2 separate regions of the Sus scrofa genome follow, and region 1 is linked to region 2. Evidence: chromatin contacts called from public HiChIP or PLAC-seq data. All regions are on one chromosome and are shown on one strand. The core of a region is the stretch at or near the end of the contact, and the rest is flanking DNA. Distances in the headings are between cores, read along the strand shown. Region 1 holds the start of OXTR (oxytocin receptor). Region 2 holds the start of CAV3 (caveolin 3).

The links. HiChIP or PLAC-seq counts read pairs in DNA pulled down with a chosen protein or histone mark.
Region 1: a contact with region 2 is called in an H3K27ac HiChIP or PLAC-seq map of skeletal muscle. The contact joins the promoter of OXTR here to the promoter of CAV3 in region 2. A contact is called at or near these places in 4 of 47 Hi-C or Micro-C datasets (heart right ventricle, psoas muscle and skeletal muscle) and 1 of 2 datasets of contacts at active chromatin or transcription factors (skeletal muscle).

What each region holds. Positions count from the first base shown.
Region 1 is chr13:65,152,178-65,154,877 of Sscrofa11.1, reverse strand. It overlaps OXTR (oxytocin receptor), which reads left to right and starts at 1,398. Exons shown (of 3, transcript NM_214027.1): 1 at 1,398-2,332. The coding sequence starts at 1,405.
Region 2 is chr13:65,116,617-65,119,316 of Sscrofa11.1, reverse strand. It overlaps CAV3 (caveolin 3), which reads right to left and starts at 1,449. Exons shown (of 2, transcript NM_001037149.1): 1 at 1,336-1,449. The coding sequence starts at 1,449.

The DNA.
Region 1 (2,700 bases), core at 149-2,648, 36 kb before region 2:
TAAGCTGTTTGTCCCAGTGACTTAACACCGCTCTTCCAGCTTTCCGCGCCTCCTAGCGGACCTATTAAGTGGTGCACCCCGGGTCACCCGCTGCAGAAAAGCGGGCCACCAGTAGGCAGCGCCGCATCCTGACGCTGCCCGCGCGCACAGCCTGGCCGGTGTTCCTCGCTCGCATCAGACCCTGTCCTGGCTGCAGGAGAGGGGACTCCAGCCAGGTTCCAGAGTCCGAGTCCTCAGCATCGTGTCAGACTGGGTGCCGGCTGCAGCCACCTCAACCTGGGCTAGGAGCACACGCGTCTTTGGAGCCCGACGCGGCGGCACAACTTCCTCAGGGGCCAACTTTAGGCCAGCCTGCCGGCTTGGTGCAGGTAACTGGGTCCTGCGTACGGGTGGATGGGGTGGCTGGGGCTGGTGGAGCCACTGGGACCCCGAGTGGAAGTGGTAGGGGGCCTGGTGATTCTAGTTCCTGAAGACTCTGCTGGTGTTCTCAGAGATTGTAAAGTGACTGCTCAGGTTCTAGATGCAGAGCCCTTGGCTGTCGGGGGTGCGGGGGGGGGGGGGGCAGACACGCGTCGGATTCCCAGCCCTCGAGGCTGCTGGATTGGGGAAGATCCCCCTCGAGAGGTGTCTAGGCCTGAGAGGAACTGGGCACAGCGGTGGGGCGTCCTGGGAAGTATTGAATCAGGAATTCCTCCAGGATGGACTGCTAGATTTGGGGTTGCAAAGAGCAGCTGTTGTGGAAATTCAGGGGTGGATGGCTAAACGTTTTAGAAACAGGAGATGGGGGAGGTGGTCCTGAGCTGGAGTTTCCCAGGAAAGTGGGTGTTTGGGGTGTCTCCCTTCTGAGAGTTACTGGAATAAGGTTTATTAGGATGGTTGGCTGGTTTGGGTCTCGCGGAAGGTGGCTGTGCTGTGGATTTTGGGGGTGGGTAGCTAGTTGGGGGATTCCTGCGGGAGGTGGCTGGCTTAGAAGTCCCAGTCCCAGAGGAAACCGATTAGGACCCTCCCTTTTCTTCCATGAAATACCTCAAGGAGCTGCCTGTGAGGTAGATTCCCGCTCATTTATAGTGTCTCAGAGGAGGTACCTCAAACGGGGATTCCAGGGTGGCAGCTGAGCTACCCCAGGGTCAGCTGTTGTGGCGATAGCCCCAGATGATTTGGGGTTCCTGGGAAGGGGACAGCTGAGCCACACCTCCGTTGGGAGAGAATTGCGTGGTCTTTTCACGGCCCTTGGGGTTTGTTTCAGAGTCCGACTCAGGAGACCTGCCCAAGAAGTCTCAGGGAGTGGAACCCAGGAGCCCCTACCCCGCCCCCAGACACGCCGGGACTGCGCGTCGGGCCCCGCCCCGCGCGCCACGCTTTAAAAGGCTGGAAGGCCAGGGGCGCACGGCGGCGGCCACGGTCATGGAGGGGGTGCTTGCAGCCAACTGGAGCGCCGAGGCGGTCAACTCGAGCGCGGCGCCGCCAGAGGCCGAGGGCAACCGCACCGCCGGGCCGCCGCAGCGCAACGAGGCCCTGGCGCGTGTGGAGGTGGCGGTGTTGTGCCTCATTCTCTTCCTAGCTCTGAGCGGCAATGCGTGCGTGCTGCTGGCGCTGCGCACCACGCGCCACAAGCATTCGCGCCTCTTCTTCTTCATGAAACACCTGAGCATAGCCGACCTGGTGGTGGCGGTGTTCCAGGTGCTGCCTCAGCTACTGTGGGATATCACCTTCCGCTTCTACGGACCCGACTTGCTGTGCCGCCTCGTCAAGTACCTCCAGGTGGTGGGCATGTTCGCTTCCACTTACCTGCTGCTGCTCATGTCGCTCGACCGCTGTCTGGCCATCTGCCAGCCGTTGCGCGCGCTGCGCCGCCGCGCGGATCGTCTGGCAGTGCTAGCCACATGGCTGGGCTGCCTGGTGGCCAGCGCGCCGCAGGTGCACATCTTCTCGCTGCGCGAGGTGGCCGACGGCGTCTTCGATTGCTGGGCCGTCTTCATCCAGCCCTGGGGGCCCAAGGCCTACATCACGTGGATCACACTTGCGGTCTACATCGTGCCGGTCATCGTGCTCGCCGCCTGCTACGGCCTTATCAGCTTCAAGATCTGGCAGAACTTGCGGCTCAAGACTGCGGCGGAAGCGGCGGAGGCGATCGCGGGAACCGAGGGCGCGGCGGCGGGCAGCCGGGGCCGAGCGGCTCTGGCCCGCGTCAGCAGCGTCAAGCTCATCTCCAAGGCCAAGATCCGCACCGTCAAGATGACCTTCATCATTGTGCTGGCCTTCATCGTATGCTGGACGCCATTCTTTTTCGTGCAGATGTGGAGCGTCTGGGACGCCGATGCGCCCAAGGAAGGTAGGGCGGACGGGAAACCGGGAGGAGGGAGCGGGGCGGAGCGGGCTAGTCCTGCTGCTTCTGAATGTCCAGCGTTCTCGGGGCCTCATGGGGGAGATCGGGTTTTGGAACTTTACAGACCTGGGCTTGAGTTATGGTTCTTTTATCCGCTGGCCAAGTGATTTTGATTATAACTTCTCTGAGCCTTGATTGCTGCTTTTGTAAGATGGCAATGATGGTAAAAGTGCCAGGTTTTCCCAGAAGTAGGGGAATGTATGTAAAAATGCGCATAAAATTCTTCGCACAGCCTTTGGGCAACATATGAGGTATTTGATTCACTATCATGGATCAAGAACCAAGTTTTCAGTGATTTGCTTTTTTCACCTGGT
Region 2 (2,700 bases), core at 200-2,699:
GTTGGAGAAGGACTATGCAGTGGTTCATTGGTAATTGTTTTGCAGTGATTACATGTTGAAATGATGCTATGATGCCATTTTTTTTTTTTTTTTTAAGGGCAGCACCTACGGTGCATAGAAGTTTCCAGGCTTGGGATTGAATTGGAGCTGTAGCTGCCAGCCTACGCCAGAGCCAGAGCCACAGCAATTCCAGATCTGAGCAGCATCTGCAATCTACGCCACAGCTTATGGCAACACTGGGTCGTTAAACCACTGAGCAAGGCCAGGGATTGAACCCACATCCTCATGGACGGACACTGGTGGGATTCTTAACCTACTGAGCCACAATGGGGACTCTGGAATGATACTGTTTTGGAGAGAGCAACTTAAATGAAAAATATTGTGAACACTAATTTCACCTGTTTTTTCCTTTTTAAAGTTGTGGCTGCTAGAAAATTTTAAAATGACATAGGGTGATTGTATAATGGGTCACATTATATTTCTACTGGACAGAGCTGGTCTGTGATTCCGATGTATTCAGAGGATCCTGGAGGCCCCAGCACCTGCCCTTTTAAAGGCCCTTCCAGTGACTTTGATGCTGGTGGTTGGGCACCTGGCTCCCAGGAATTCTGCTGTAGTGAGAGCTCCATGGCTCCTGGGTAGAGGGTGGACCGAGGGTGTGGGCCTGGGGGCGGCCAGGCTGCCTGTGGCATTTGGGCGAGGAAAGAGGCCTGACTCAGGCATGGCTCTGGGGAGAGTCCCTGAAGGTGGGGTAACCCTCATCTGAGACTCCCTTTCAGGAGCCCTGGCACCCTTTGAGGGGCCTCTGCCCTGGCCTGGCTGCCGTACCTGGGGTCAGGTGGAAGCAGGCAGGAGCACTGGACACAGCCCCCCGGCCTGGGGCAGTGGATTCTGGCAAAGTCATGGGGGCTGGGGGCCTCCCATGAGGGGCCAGCAGCCCTGCTGGAAGCCACCCTCTGGAGATTAACCCCGCGCCCACTGCGGAGACCGCAGAATGCCCCTGGCACAGAAGGGAGTCCAGCTTGGCCACCTCATCTGTCCCCAGCCGAGGGCCAGAGCAAATGGGAAGAGCCTCAGGAGTTGTGAGGAGCTTCCTTTGTGACTTGCCTCTCCTGCCTGGATGGGTGGTCAGGTATATGCAGCTGATTCTTTGCTCTTGTTAACCCTAAAAGTTCTTTGGGGGTATCAGCTGGATTTGCAGGGGGCATTTGGAGAAGGGAGAAGAACAGGTCTCTTTTCAGGGAAGCCAATTGTGCTGGAGCAGAGCCCACCCCCAGCCAGCACCCAACCCAACACCTTCGGGGCGGGTGGTGCGGGCTAGGCCCGCGAGCCTACCTTCACTATGTCCTCGTTAATGTTCTTGGGGTCCCGGTTCACCAGGTCGATCTCCTTGAAGTGAATGTCCTTGACGATCTGGGCCTCTAGGTCTGTGCGCTCCTCGGCCATCATTGTGGAGCTGGGTGGCCAGTGGGAGGAGATGGGAGCCGTGTGGCCGGCGGGGCTGAAGAGACCTGGGGCAGGGACACCAGTTCAGTGTCCCCAGATTTGTGCCCCTGGCGGCTAAATAGGCCCCACCCAGCGTGCCGGCTGACAGCTGTCCCACATAACTTCAGCCCGCCTCTGGCTGAAGCCTCCGGTGGCAGGCCTCCAAGCTAAAATTAAGACTGCAGCCCTGCTGGAAGGCCCAGCACTCCTTAAAGGGGGCTGCCGTGGGTGCCAGGCCTCACACACAAGCTGAGGACCTGGCAGCTCCCGCCTGCTGCTCTGGGACTCTGGGATTTGTGTTTAGGGAATGTGGGAGTGAGGGGTCTGAGTCCCCAGCTCTGCCTCTTGCTGGCTGTGTGAGCTCGGGGACCCTCCCCCCCAGGGCCACCATATGCCCACATGTAAAATGGGACCATGTTAATAACCATCGGGACTCTGCCTACCCCCGAGGAGAGGAGGAGATGAGCTTGTGAGGGGAAGGCTTCAGAACAGAAGGGCAGTAGTCTGCATCTATTAACCTCAAGCTTCCAGTCCATCCCACTCCCTCCCACTCCCCTTTGGCAATCACAAGTCTGCTCCATGATTTTCTCTTCTGTGGAAAGTTTTGCTTGTGCCGCATATTAGATTCCAGATATAAGTGATATCATATGGTACGTCTTTCTCTTTCTGACTTACTTCACTTAGTATGAGAATCTCTAGTTCCATCTAGGTTGCTGCCTGCTGTGTAGCACTGGGAACTACATCTAGTCACTTATGATGGAGCATGATAATGTGAGAAAAAAGAATGTATACGTGTATGTGTGACTGGGTCACCATGCTGTACAGTAGAAAATTGACAACACTATAAACCAGCTATAATGGAAAAAATAAAAATCATTGTATATATAAAAAAGAACAGAAGGGATTCTCGTTGGAGCAGATGGTACCTGCTCTGCTGTTTGGTGGCCTGAAGCAGGGCTGAGGTTTCCCACTTTGAGGATTTCTCCCAGAGGGGGGCTGATGGACTCTGGTGTGAGGGTGGGGCTGGGGGCAAAAAGGTCAGGGTACCTCTGATGGGGTCGTCCGCCCTCCTCTGCCTTTGGATGTCACATGGAGGGGACATGGAGTCCATGTTCCTGCCGCCCTTCACCCTGTCCCCAGGGTCGGCTTAGGGTCAGCTTCCAGGATATCCATGGGCCCCAGTCACAGTGCAGGTGTCAGTGGGGAGCACCTCTC